Regions from separate parts of the Mus musculus genome. Here all the other regions are linked to region 3. Evidence: chromatin contacts called from public HiChIP or PLAC-seq and promoter capture Hi-C data. All regions are on one chromosome and are shown on one strand. Each heading gives the region's core, a stretch centred on a gene start, on an enhancer-like site or on the middle of the called end of the contact. The rest is flanking DNA. Distances are from core to core; before and after follow the strand shown.

Region 1 (4,272 bases), core at 1,110-3,609, 590 kb after region 3:
GAGATGAATTTGCCAGCAACCTGAGGGAGCTTCAGTGCAGCCTCTCATGAAAGCCTCTGGTGTGACCTGCCAGACCTGGGCCAAGTGCCTGAAAGAATGAGGTGCACTCAGCCTCTCAACCCACACAGCTGTGTGCTCTTTCAAACAACCGCATTTGTAATTCATCACACAGCAGCTAAAAACAAACAGACCCCCACGCAACATATCCTCCTGCCACCTTCCATACACAAACTACATTAGCATAGATGGCCAAAGGGGCACCAGCCATGCAGGCACTGGTCCAAGGGCAGAACCTGAGAGCACAGTTTGTGCTTTCATGACCTACTGCTCATCCTACCAAATGTCACTATAAACTACCCCAGAGTTTCAAACAATTACTATAGTCCAAGAGTTGTTCTTTTAATAAGTTTAACACAGTGCAGATTTACAAATTAAAATACGTCACCAGCTTTAACTTCCAAAACATACATAATGGCCCAAAATTCATCAACAGAAATTCAAAAAAACTCTTAAAATTTAAAGTGCAGTAATATGGCTGAGCAGGTTAAAGGTGTTTGACCACCAGAGTTCAAACTCAAGATGGAAGAACTGATTGCCCAAATTTGTCTTCTGACCTCCACATGTGTGTACACACACACACACACACACACACACATACATACACACACTTATATACACACCATACACATACACACACACACACACACACACTTATATACACACCATACACAGTAATAATAATAAAGTAAAAGCCCAGCAGTGGTGGATCACACCTTTAATTGCAGCACTTGGGAGGCAGAGGCAGGCGGATTTCTGAGTTCGAGGCCAGCCTGGACTACAGAGTGAGTTCCAAGACAGCCAGGGCTACACAGAGAAACCCTGTCTCAAAAACAAGTCAATCAGAGCACTGTAGGGATGTCTCAGTTGTTAGGAGCACTGACTGCTCTTCCAGAGGAACCGGGTTCAATTCCCAGCACCCACAGGACAACACAGAACTGTTTGTAATTCCAGTTCCAGGGCTATCTGACACAGACATATATGCAGGCAAAACACCAATGACCATAAAATAAAAATAAATTAGAAAATAAATAAATAAACCTTTGAATGAGCATCCATGAGGATTTCTAAAAAACAATATTAAAGTTAGCCTTTAAACAAGAATTCATGCAGATGAACTCAACCCTTACTAATTTTCTCTCTCCTTTCTTGAATAGACACTGAATAGTACACCTGGGTAGTACAGGGGGGCAAATGGCTTATTGGGAAACTTCACAACTGGGGACTAATTTTACATGTTATTCATGAAGTCATTTTTCAATAGACTCTCCTGATTGCTTTCTCTGCAGGATTATCTTACAGAAGAGAAAAAACCTACAACATTCTTGAATAGCCACTGGAGCTAGACATACAAACTAACTCCCAGGTAAGAAGAAAGCCATGAGCACTCCACTGGAGGACAAAGCTGACAAACAGCACCTAGATAAGGAGAGAATGTGACTTCTCTCTAATGGAGCAGGTTCTGATGTTCTTGTGACCGTCAGGTGAGATGTTCCCTCCCTCCCTCCAGGGAAGTGGGAAGTGGAAAGGCCCACAACCCAGCACTGCATCAGCAGTCACTAACACCTCAGCTGTTTCTATAGCAACCAGGAAGAAAACATAAAACTCCCAGCTTTATATATTGTTCTCTATTACAATGAAATATTGAAGTCAGGCAAGGAATTTTGACAAGGAACCAAGTAGACCGTATCTATAACATTAATGCTAATTTTTTATTCACCACCCACATGGAACTGATTTTACCTTCAATTCTAAAGTAAATCATTATTCACATCAGGAATATGAAAATTACTTATGAGCAATAAACATTTCTATCTAGAAAAAAAATCTCGAAGCCAGGCGTGGCAGCACACAGCATCACCCCAATGCCTGGGAAGCGGAGGCGGGAGGACCAGTGCTCCAATGCCAGTTCCACAGAATAAAGACTGAGGGCGCGAGTTACACAAGACTAGGAGTTGGTTTGTTCTTGTTGTTCTTGTTGTTGTTGCTGCTGTTGCTGTTTTTAAAGCCGGGCATAGTGTCCCACCATGGGTTTTAATTAATCCAATCACTGGAGAATCAGAGAGAGGTAGGTGGGTGAATCCATGAGTTTGAGGCCAGCCTGGTCTACACAGTGAGTCCCCGGACAGCCAGTTACATAAAGCCCTGTTTCAAGAGCAAAGGAAAAGAAAAAAGAACTCCAACTCAGTACTTCAACTAATCACACAAACACATGTACAAAGAGGCTGGCAAGATGGCTCAGCAAGGACATTTGTACCTTGATGTCAACTCCCAGAGCACACATTGTGAAAGGAGAGAGCTCACTCTCCCCAGTTGTCCTCTGACCTCCACACACGAGCTGTGGCATATGCACACCCATACTCATGCACACCCATATTCATGCATTCATATTCTCTTCTTCTGTCAATAAAAAAACTGTACAACACAAATCAAACCCAAACACTCTATGCCATAGCCTTAATAATCCACAAGCAGGATGGTCACTCTTCCTCACACAGGCAGAATCACAGCTCTTACTACAAGAATGTTAGTATTTCTTACTATCCTCTGGTTCTAGACTATTTATAGAACAGAAAAGTGATTGCTGTGTAACAATGTAATTCACAAGCCAACAGGAAAAAAATACAAACCAAAACCTGGCACATCAGGAGAGGCAAATCCAACCAGCACACCTGCCTCTAACCAGTTGGGGCAGGCAAGTTGCAACACTGTCCTGACTCAGCTAGGCGTGGCTCCCCAGCCCAGTAGTTACAAAAGCACACACACAAAGCCTTTAGGGATAAGTCTCCATAAAAGGTCTTTTCACTGGAGCAACAGTGGTTTGGTTCCTAAGTAAAGAGGCTCTATGTACCACTGCCTATATGACCAGCCACCCACCAGAGCCCAGGCCACAGCCAGTACCACCAAAACACAAAGCTGCTCTTCTCTCCCATCCATTTGGACTATCCAAGAACCACTTTTCCCTTGCATCCAGACCCACTTCTGATCTTGAGTCTAAGTGCATTTACTGGTAGTAAAGCTGACTGAACTCAAGGATCCTATGCACACTTATGCAATGCTTTATTTCATGTTCCCTTCTGCCTTTTCAGGCACTGTTCTACACAGAGGCAAACCCATTCCCTTGATACACATGAATATCAGGAACTCATCAGCACTTTTTAGGCAGAGACAGAAGTGCTATCAAATCCAAGTAAAACGCAATCCCCAGCCTTGCAAAACCTTTCACTTTCAGGTTACCAGGTAGTCGTGGATTTCAAACATCTGACCCACAATGAATTCAAGAAAAGCAGAACACACAGGAGATACATAGAGTCTTTTAAGCTGGATTTGAAGATCTAGTTCCAGGGGTTCTGTCATTTTCTAGCTTCTGGGGATATCTACACACATATATCAAATAATCATAAACACACATCATTTAAAAAAATAAAAATATAAAACTGCCCGGCGAGCCAGTGCATTCTTTTTTTTTTTTTGGGGGGGGTTTTGTTTTGAGACAGGGTTTCTCTGTGTAGCCCTGCCTGTCCTGGAACTCACTCTGTAGACCAGGCTGGCCTCGAACTCAGAAATCCACCTGCCTCTGCCTCCCCAGTGCTGGGATTAAAGGAGTGTCCCACCACCACCAGGCTCCAAGACAGGTTTTTAAAAAGCAATTACTGTATATCTACAACTCTGTGTGTGTTTGTATGCACAGAAAAAAAAAATCCGTCTGCATACTCTGTAATTTAGTAATTACTAATAAAAATATTGACTATGAAAACCAGAAGTGGGAAAAGATGGCGGGGGGGTGAGAAACCTGTGTTTGAGTGGAGTGTACATGACCCAACAAGTCACCGTGTGCCTTAAGGGTGGCTGTGAATGTTCCAGAATGTCCAGACTGTGTGCAAAATACATGTGTGTCTCAATGGGAAAAACAAACAAAAAAGAAAGAAAAAAAGAAAACCAGAAGTAAATTCTCTAGGATTTATAGCAAGTGGATTTTTGCTCTTACGTTATTTTTTGTGGTACTGGGAACTGAATCTGGAAACTTACACATGCTAAACACTTAAGTACTCTACCATCACCCCAGCCTAGCATGCTTTTACCACAGTCTGGAATTCCCTGTAGTGTCCCGGGCCTCTCCTTGCTCCTTAAGTCTGTCTGAGTCACTACAGGAGCTGAGGAGTAGAAGTCATGCTCTTGGCTCCACATTATGCTGGCATTCACCTTACACTATTA
Region 2 (4,112 bases), core at 1,323-3,822, 570 kb before region 3:
GGCAGCCAGAGAGAAGACATGGCCAGGTTTATTTGAAGACAGAAGAAAGAGCTGCAGGCCCAAGAACTACAGGTGTATTCCTCCCAGAGCCTTCGATAGAAGCCACCCTGCCCACACCTTCACTTGGCCCACTGAGACTTCGTGTGGAAATCTGACTTTCGGGACTGTAACAGAATCCATCTTCCCGTGTGTGTTTTGAGACAAAAGGAAAGATCATGGGTGGTGGGAAGCCATTGCTGGGGTCCAGCTGAGCTGGCTAGGTAGGAAGGGGAGCCACAGGAGTGCCTAGGAGGGAAACGCCCAGATGGTCAAGGAGTACTGACACGTCCTACGTCACTGTACACTGAGCATCACACAGTGCATGGGGACCGTGGCTGCTCTCAGCAGGTGGCAGAGCAGGGCCAAGAGGGAATCAAAATCTTAACCTCCTTCATGAACCAGAAGTAGCAATGGAAAAGAAATTCCAGGGAGGATGGGAGGTGGTGGCAGGCTCAGCATGGGCTGGGGGACATGGCGGCTCTCTCCCTCTGTCCTCCCTTACATATGGCCCCCCCTGGTCTGCACCTCTGTGCTCTAACTACCCCGGGGACCTTTCTGTTCTTACATGTCACTAATCAGAAAATTGGGCTGGAGAGATGGCTCACAGTTAAGAGAACTGGCTGCTCTTCCACAGGACCCAGTGTTAATTCCCAGCGCCCACAGGAAGCTCACAACCATCTGTAACTCTAGCACTAGGGGAATCCAATGCCCTTAGTGCCCGGCGAACGCATGATGCACAGGCATATATGCAGACAAATCCCCCATGCACATAAAGAATGGGGAGGAAGAGGAGGGGGGGCAAGGGGAGGAGAAGGGGAGGGGGATAGGGAGGAGGAAGAGAAAGAAGAAGGGGAAGGAAGAAGAGGAGGGGGAGAGAAAAAGGAGGGGGAAGAGGAAGAGAAGGAAGAGAAGAGAAAGAAGAAGAGGAGGAGGAGGGGAAGGAGGAGGAAATGGAAAAAAAAAAAACTCTTTGGGTCCCAAAGTCAGATACTTTCCATAGACCCCAACTGTATAACAAGACAGAGCCAGGTGTCAAGAAGAGCAGAGCCCAGGGCCACAGCACCAATGACGAGAGCTTGTGAGACACACTCACCTGCCACAGACTCACCAGTCCAACTGTGATCAGGGGTGTCCCCGTTAATGACAAAGGATCGTCAGCACACTCAATGAACCCCAGAACCACCACTTCCGGGCTCCCCCGTGACAGCTCTGGTTGCCAGGCACATCTGTCTCCACCTCTGTGGGTTTCCCTAGCAGGACATCTCGTGTCCCTGGCTCATGACACATGGTCCTTTGTGTCTGGCTTCTCTTCTCAAGCAGCAGGATTTCCAGGTTCCTCTACATTGTAACATGTGGCAGTGCTTCGTGGTTGAGTGATACTCTGTCAGATGGATGCACCGCAGGCCTAGGTTTGTTCCTGCTGCTGGGATAAAACACCTCAGCAACTTTAAGAAAATGTTTATTTTGATCCAGGCACCGTGGAGAAGTCCAGAGAGGATTGGGAGCAGCTGGTCATATCCACAGTCAAGAACAGAGAGAGAGTGAACATGGCTGCCCGTGCAGGACCCCGGACTTAGGGGATGGTACCGCCCACGGTAGGATAGATTTCTCTTATGGCAATGATCAATCAAGCCAAACCCTCACTGAGCCTCTTCCCTGATGATTCTAGCTTGTTTTGACAACTAAAACTTTTATGCTTGGTGTGTTTGTTTGTTTGTTTGTTTGTTTGTTTTTCCAAGACAGGATTTCTCTGTGTCCTGGAACTCATGCTGTAGACCAGAGTGGTCACGAACTCGGAAACCTGCCTACCCCTGCCTCCTGAGTGCTGAGATTAAAGGCATGCGCCACCACCTCCATAACAATCAAAATTTAACCTCTACAACTGTATGTGTTTGCCTACCCATCAGGGGATGGACATTTGGAATAGAACCAAGAAGGAACTGACCAAGTTATACCCTCGCTATCAGCAAGAAAATCTTAGAACAACTTGCCAATATGCTAAAAAAAAAAAAAAAAAAAATGCTAACCCAGAATTCCAAACTCAGGGGATAAAGTCAACAAGGTGTTTTCTGACGGAGGGAATTTGTGCCAAATCAGAGAATTATAATTCCCCCAGGAATCTCACGCTCAGAGAAGAAAAAGGCTAAATAAAGCCTTGGCCAGCTGGTAGGGACGCTTTTCTTCTGGAAAGAGACTTGCAACTTTCAGACCTCCTTACAGGAGAGTGCAGCTGAGACTACTATGGAGGGTTGTGATGGACAGGACCACACCCAGACCAGGACTGCTTAGTTATGCTCTCTCGCCTTCCATTTAGCCTAAGTCTTTTTTTCTTTTTTCTTTCTTTTTTTTTTTTTTTTTTTGGTTTTTTCGAGACAGGGTTTCTCTGTATAGCCCTGGCTGTCCTGGAACTCACTTTGTAGACCAGGTTGGCCTCAAACTCAGAAATCCCCCTGCCTCTGCCTCCCAGTGCTGGGATTAAAGGCGTGTGCCACCACCTCTCGGCTTAGCCTAAGTCTTAATGTCAGGAGCTCAAAGGCAGATCTGAGGGAAGTCCCGGGACTTCTCCCTCTCTCTCCCAAAGTGGCTACTGAACAAACGCCCCCCTTTCCAACTTTTCCCCATGAATGTGGCTCTTTCAGTTGGATTTCCAGGACAGAGGCTAAGTCTGAGTTGAAAAGGCTGCCCGAGACACAGCTTCAGACCCTAAGGTGAGTTACGTTGTAACTATTCCCAGGGCATTCACTCTCATAAGCTCCTGCTTGGTAACACAGGCTGAAGGGGGAGGGGAGCAGGGCGCGTGCCTGAGTTCTGAGACACTGTGAGAGGGTTCAGGGAAGGAGATGAAGTTTCCCCAGCCTGTGGTTCCAGCCCTCCCTGCCCAGACTTGCGAATGGAGAAGCTTTGAGGTAGCAGGAACAGGAAGCTAGTCTACCCCAGGGCACGGCAGCCCTTCCAGTTTTCTTTTTTTTTTTTTTTTTTTTTTTTTTTTTAAAAGAGAGAGAGAGAGAGGGCTTAGCTTTATTTATTTATTTATTTATTTATTATATGTAAGTACACTGTAGCTGTCTTCAGACACTCCAGAAGAGGGAGTCAGATCTTGTTACAGATGGTTGTGAGCCACCATGTGGTTGCTGGGATTTGAACTCCGGACCTTCGGAAGAGCAGTCGGGTGCTCTTACCCACTGAGCCATCTCACCAGCCCCCTTCCAGTTTTCTAAGCTGTTAAGTTTGAAGCTAATTCGTTCTGACAGGCTTCCTCCTGGGGCACACATTATTAAAGGGTGCTGCCCCACAGGAGGCGTGGCTGCTGGGCACCTTCTCTGTGTAAAGACGCAGACGCCCCATCCTTGGGGTTAATGGGGCCCAGGCCTGGGTATACAGACACAGAGGCAGGTGCCAGGTGTCTGCCCAGTGTACAGCCTGTGCTGCTGTATGGAGCAGACCTGCCTGCTGGAGAAGGAGGAAGGGAACATGTTAGGTGTGTGCGTCCTCTTGTCTCCACCTTTCATCAGCTCATTGGACTGTGGAAGGGAGAAAGAGAGATGCTCTGACGGGGGGGGGGGGCAGGCCCATACCAGAAGAGCAGAGAGAGGAGGGGCGGGGCAGGGCAGGGAGGGGCGGGTGTCTTGGCAGCTCCCAGAGCTGAGCTTCTCAACCCTGGGCACAAGCTGTTCTCATGGCTTATCTGAGCCTTGGCCCTAGCCAGCTCTTGATGTACAAAGCCAGGCATTAGCACACACGCGCTGATCAGAAGAGAGTACTGTCCCTAGCCTTTCTTGCTTGTGCCTGTCTTTGCTGGAGGCCACTTGTTACCCAGCCCTGTCTTTCTCCTACCCAAAGGCTTCTTCTCCAGCCCTGTGCATCCGACCCGAGGCTTCTGTGGCCTGGGTTTGCCTGGGGACTTTTGGGTGGTAGACAAACAGAAACAGTCCTCTGTGACCACCGGCTGGAGTGTACCTGGTTTCTGCTCCTTCAAGGTCTGTTGCAGGCTGGTTTCCCATGATGTCCTTATACCATGGATGTGCCTCAAACCCAGTGCCATGGCAGGAGAGGGTGGGGCTCTGGATAGTGCA
Region 3 (4,287 bases), core at 606-3,105:
TCAAGACTGAAAAGGAGGCATCAGCTGTGACCCCAGCCAATTGTACAAAAAGCCCCCCCCCCCCGCCCCCCTCCCCGTGCACATTCAGGAAACTCAGAGACAGAGAAGGAGCAACCTAGCAAGGAAGGCAGGAAGAGCCCAGGAGACAAGCAGGGGGGTCAGGAACGGGCTTTCGTCTTGAGATGGAGCCAGGTAATGGGGCCAGAACAGATGGAATTTTCTGTGATTTAGAAAAAAACAAAATAGGGGGCTGGAGAGATGGCTCAGGGATTAGTAGCGAGGGTTGCTCTCCAAGGGACCTGAGTGGGGTTCTCAGCACCCGCATCAGGCAGTTCAGAGCCACCCGTATGTAACACCAGCTCCATGGGTTCCAATACCCTCTTCTAGCCTTTGTCTGCAAGCGCCCCCGCACTTACACACATGGCCAGACACACACACAATCTGAAAAAAATCAAATGTTAAAAAAACAAAAGGAAACAAAGTACATCCCTGTTGATTGGACCTAGACAGTTCAGAACCTTCCCAGGACAGTTGTGCTTTCCCGTAAAAAGAAAAGTTAGCGGAAGTCACACTCGGTGGAGAAAGTAAGTGGCCACAGCCTGTGACTCCTCAGCACAGGAGACTTGTGTCAGCCTGAACACCCTGAACAATTAGCTGAGGCAGTACATAGAGACCTTAGCACACACGAGGACAGGAGACACTGCATGGACAGCGCTCGCCAGGTCTTCCCACCCTTAGGTGTGTCTGGCACCCCCACTTCCTGGAGGTAACTTTTGAAACCGTCCATAGTGGTCACAGGACAAACCACTACTGGCAGGAGGCTGGGAAGGGTAAGAAGGGAGACTGCAGGTGGGGGAGGGGCGCCATTTTCAAAAGGTTGGGGTTGCAAGGCCTTCCACGGGAGCTTCCAGCGTGGGCTGGGGGAGATTTCTCTATCACCTCTTCGATGCGCTATTCCCGGGTGAGTGGAGGGGGGTCTGGGCCATCCTCCCTGCCCTGGCAGGTCTTTTCTGGCTCCCTTCGGCTTTGAGGCATGTCTGCAGTTTCTAGTCTCAGGCCTGCTGCTCATGGTCTGGTCTATTAGGTTCCTTTCCTGGTACAGTGAAGCCCAGGGGTCCCACTGCCCCTTGGCAAACCTCCCAGACAAGCTGAACTGTTCAAGCCACGGCCAGTGTCAACCTGACTAAAGACTAGTGTCCTGCATCTTAACTCGGCAGGCCATCAGGGCTAAGATCACTCTGAGGGGTGTCCAGACTCTTGTGAAATAGTTTCTGCGCACACTTCGCTTGTGGGATGGAGCCGATTGCTCCTCTAGGATGAGCTTAGCTCCTATCCCAGGCCCCTCGGGGAGAAGCCGGAGCCCGAGTGACCTCAAGGCCAGAGTCCCAACTCCTGGCCAAGTGGGCTGTGCGCAGAAGAGGGTCTTCCGGGGGTTTTCCTAACCAGGCGGGAAACCACCGAGTGAATGTCTCTTCCCCAGCTGTAAGCAACTTCCTCCTCTGAGGTCCCAGCGCGGACCCAACAGGGTGCAGGGCGGGGTCGCCTCTAGAACAGGCGGCCGAGCACGGCCTGCAGCGGCCACCGCCCGTCCTGTGCCCGGAGGCCCCGGTAGGTCTCTCCGAGGATCCGCGCTTTGAGGTCCGCAGAACCAGCCCGAGCCCTGCTTCCCCCGCGGTGCCCCACGGGTCCTGAGCAACCCCTCCACCCGCAGCCCACCTCACTCACTCAGGCCAGACGCCAGCGCCTGTTCGTTGGCCCACATGGCCCACTCGATCTGCCCCATGACGAGGACCCTGCGCACACGCAGCAGCCCGGTCCAACTCTGCAGCCCACTTCGCAAGTCCTCACTGATCGGCCCGCCCCCTGCTCAGGCCCCGCCCTGTCGGGCTGTGCCCCAGAGGCCTCCTCTGCACCTTCCCTTTGAGCCTTGGTGGGTGGGACAGTCTCCCCATCGACCTCTCTCTCCAGCTGGAAAGTACCAGGGCCACTTGTGACTGCTTGTGACTTGTGACCGTACCCCCCCAGGGCCAGAGGCGTAAGTCACTTCATCCACCTGCTCCTCTAGTTATCAGATAAAGGCTGCTCCCTAAAAGGAGATGAGGTTACTTCCGACCCACTGTGAGCTGGGGCAGGTGTGTGTCCTGGGTCACGTGACTACGGGGTGGGGGTAGGGGACCATAGTGTGCAAGGCTGGGAAAACCCAGAAAGCAGGGGACAGAACACCGGAACACCGTTGTTCTGTTGTCTCTTTCCTCTGGCCTAGACCAGCTCCAGCAGCTGTTGCATGTATGCTGGGGTATGACTTAGGGTGGTCACAAGGTGGCAGGAGACTCTCACGGGGCTGGCTTGTGGGCAGTGGGAAGTGTTCCTGGCAGGACCCACTTCAGCCCCCACCTCTCCACTACATAGGGAAACAAGACTGAACTCAATGGCGGGTAGGACCCAGCAGATCAGTAGACCAGAGACCCTAAAGCGCTGGTTTAGGAAGAAAGAAGAAAGCACAGCCCACACGGGCAGGCAGGAACAGCACACTTTATTCCTGTGGTCCTCAGGTCCACTGACTGCACCCTCATGAGGCACCCACACACACAATGGACCCTACCTGTGGGCTCGACAGCCCCTACCCTCACCAGGAGGCTTTATAAAGAAACTGTGGCCTGAGTCTCAGCAGAGAGGCACCGCTGTCTGAGCCATCACGCTTAGATGGTTACTGAGGCCCTCAGAGCATCTTGGGGGAGGGGGGAGGCACCGACTCCCCATCCCTGATGAGCAGCTGTCTGGAGTGCTGGAAGGTCCATCGAGTGGGTCAGCTAGCCCTTCAGAAACCAGCGGGGAACCGGAGGCACTTGAGAGGGGTTCCCGTGATCGCCTAGATGGCTGCCCATCACACTCGACATCCCCCAGTATAATCGATCATCAAGCAGCCCTTCAGGAGAGGCTGACCAGCAGGCCAGCTCCCGAGTTCCAGTGGGCAACCCCTTTCTCCAAATGGCACTGGACGTGGAAGAGGTCAAAGGTCCCGTTGTGGCAGTCCATCCTGGCCTAGCAGATGATCATGAGTGTCGTCTAGGACTTGAGGTCCTGGTCCGACCTGGGGGGAGAAAAATCAGTGTCCAGTCATGGGGTGCGGCAGTAGCCGCTGCTCCGGAGACTTTACAGGTCAGAGACTCTAAGGCAGGATTAGATTGGGGGGGGTGGTGAGACACGGGTGGGTCCCTTCGTGGTAAGTCCACACCAGCTTGCGCAGGATGAGCCTCTCAAGCTGCCTGGGGTTCCATTCCGGGCTAGATTGTGGGGATCTTAGTGACCCTCATCTCGTGTGAAAGGAGGGACCCAGAGCAAGCCTCTTTGAGCAGGATCAGGAGACGCGGGGATGCTGGCGTGCTTGTGGTGGGTTACATCCTGAGAGCAGATTCCCAGGGACCCCAACATCTACCTCTCCTGGCAAGTGACTGCTTTTTATCATCTTTCTGTCCAGAGTACATAACCCTCACATCCCGCCCCCGCTCTCCTCTACGAGTTGTCCCTAAATGACCACTGAGGGGAAATGAGTAAACCAGACAGTGTCCAATGACTCTGAGCCTAAGAACGCCATGTGGCTACTTCCGTGCCGTGGCTGATGTGGGCTTCTGCCTCCGCCCTGAGACACAGTGGGGGAGGCTTGGATCCTCCCTCCCTCCGGCAGGTAAGGGGGTGCCTGCCGTGTGTACTGGCCTCACCTGAGTGGCAATGATGTACTGGACCCCACCAGGGCTGGGCTCCACCGCCAGCGCGGCCTTCAGCTCATCAGAGAGAAGAACAGGTGCCACCTGCAGCCCCTTTAGGAACCTGGGGAAGAAGGCAGAAGCGTGTTCATGAAGTTGTGCACGGAAAGCCCAGAAGAGCAGCTCCTCAGATACGGTGGTCTGGGTGGGCTAGGGATGGCGCGGGTGAGGAGCGCAGGGGTCTACTAGGAGGGAGGGTTTTTTTTTTGTTTTTTTAGGGATCATGAGAAGATGGAGAAGTGGCCCACACATTCACATTCAGACCAGTCTCAGAAGATAGACCCATGCCAGGAAGAGACAAGAAACCACACACTCAGCTGGGCGTGGTGGCACACGCCTTTAATCCCAGCACTCAGGAGGCAGAGGCAGGTGGATTTCTGAGTTCGAGGCCAGCCTGGTCTACAGAGTGAGTTCCAGGACAGCCAGGTCTATACAGAGAAAACCCTGTCTCGAAAAACCAAAAAAAGAAAAAAAAAAAAGAAACCACATACTCACAGGTTCAGACTTGTTCGGTATGGAAGAA

The links. Promoter capture Hi-C pulls out the DNA fragments that hold promoters and counts their contacts. HiChIP or PLAC-seq counts read pairs in DNA pulled down with a chosen protein or histone mark.
Region 1: a promoter capture Hi-C map of neutrophils shows a contact between it and region 3, with 4 times the contacts expected there. The contact joins the enhancer-like site here to the promoter of Cyba in region 3. A contact is called at or near these places in 2 of 39 promoter capture datasets (embryonic stem cells and neutrophils) and 3 of 115 datasets of contacts at active chromatin or transcription factors (astrocytes, effector CD8 T cells and neural tube).
Region 2: an H3K27ac HiChIP or PLAC-seq map of bone marrow-derived dendritic cells shows a contact between it and region 3, with 2.7 times the contacts expected there. The contact joins the enhancer-like site here to the promoter of Cyba in region 3. A contact is called at or near these places in 2 of 39 promoter capture datasets (both in embryonic stem cells) and 4 of 115 datasets of contacts at active chromatin or transcription factors (bone marrow-derived dendritic cells, embryonic stem cells, pancreatic cancer cells and 1 more).

Annotation. Positions count from the first base shown.
Region 1 is chr8:123,018,697-123,022,968 of GRCm38.p6, forward strand. The region is part of intron 1 of Ankrd11 (ankyrin repeat domain 11); the gene reads right to left. Among named protein-coding and RNA genes, the nearest start is that of Ankrd11, 21 kb to the right of the region's middle. Within about 2 kb of position 2,360, at least 115 of the 459 cell types and tissues checked have an H3K27ac peak or open chromatin away from gene starts, as enhancers often do. A contact at or near this core is called in embryonic stem cells and neutrophils, where this site is marked.
Region 2 is chr8:121,858,584-121,862,695 of GRCm38.p6, forward strand. It overlaps Gm26812 (a long non-coding RNA gene), which reads left to right. Exons shown (of 4, transcript XR_879277.2): 2 at 1,513-1,634. Among named protein-coding and RNA genes, the nearest start is that of Gm26812, 8.8 kb to the left of the region's middle. Within about 2 kb of position 2,573, at least 62 of the 459 cell types and tissues checked have an H3K27ac peak or open chromatin away from gene starts, as enhancers often do. A contact at or near this core is called in bone marrow-derived dendritic cells, where this site is marked.
Region 3 is chr8:122,431,085-122,435,371 of GRCm38.p6, forward strand. Cyba (cytochrome b-245, alpha polypeptide) reads right to left here and starts at 1,856. Exons shown (of 6, transcript NM_007806.3): 1 at 1,726-1,856. The coding sequence starts at 1,783. It overlaps Mvd (mevalonate (diphospho) decarboxylase), which reads right to left. Exons shown (of 10, transcript NM_138656.2): 9 at 3,720-3,828; 10 at 2,512-3,091. The coding sequence ends at 3,011.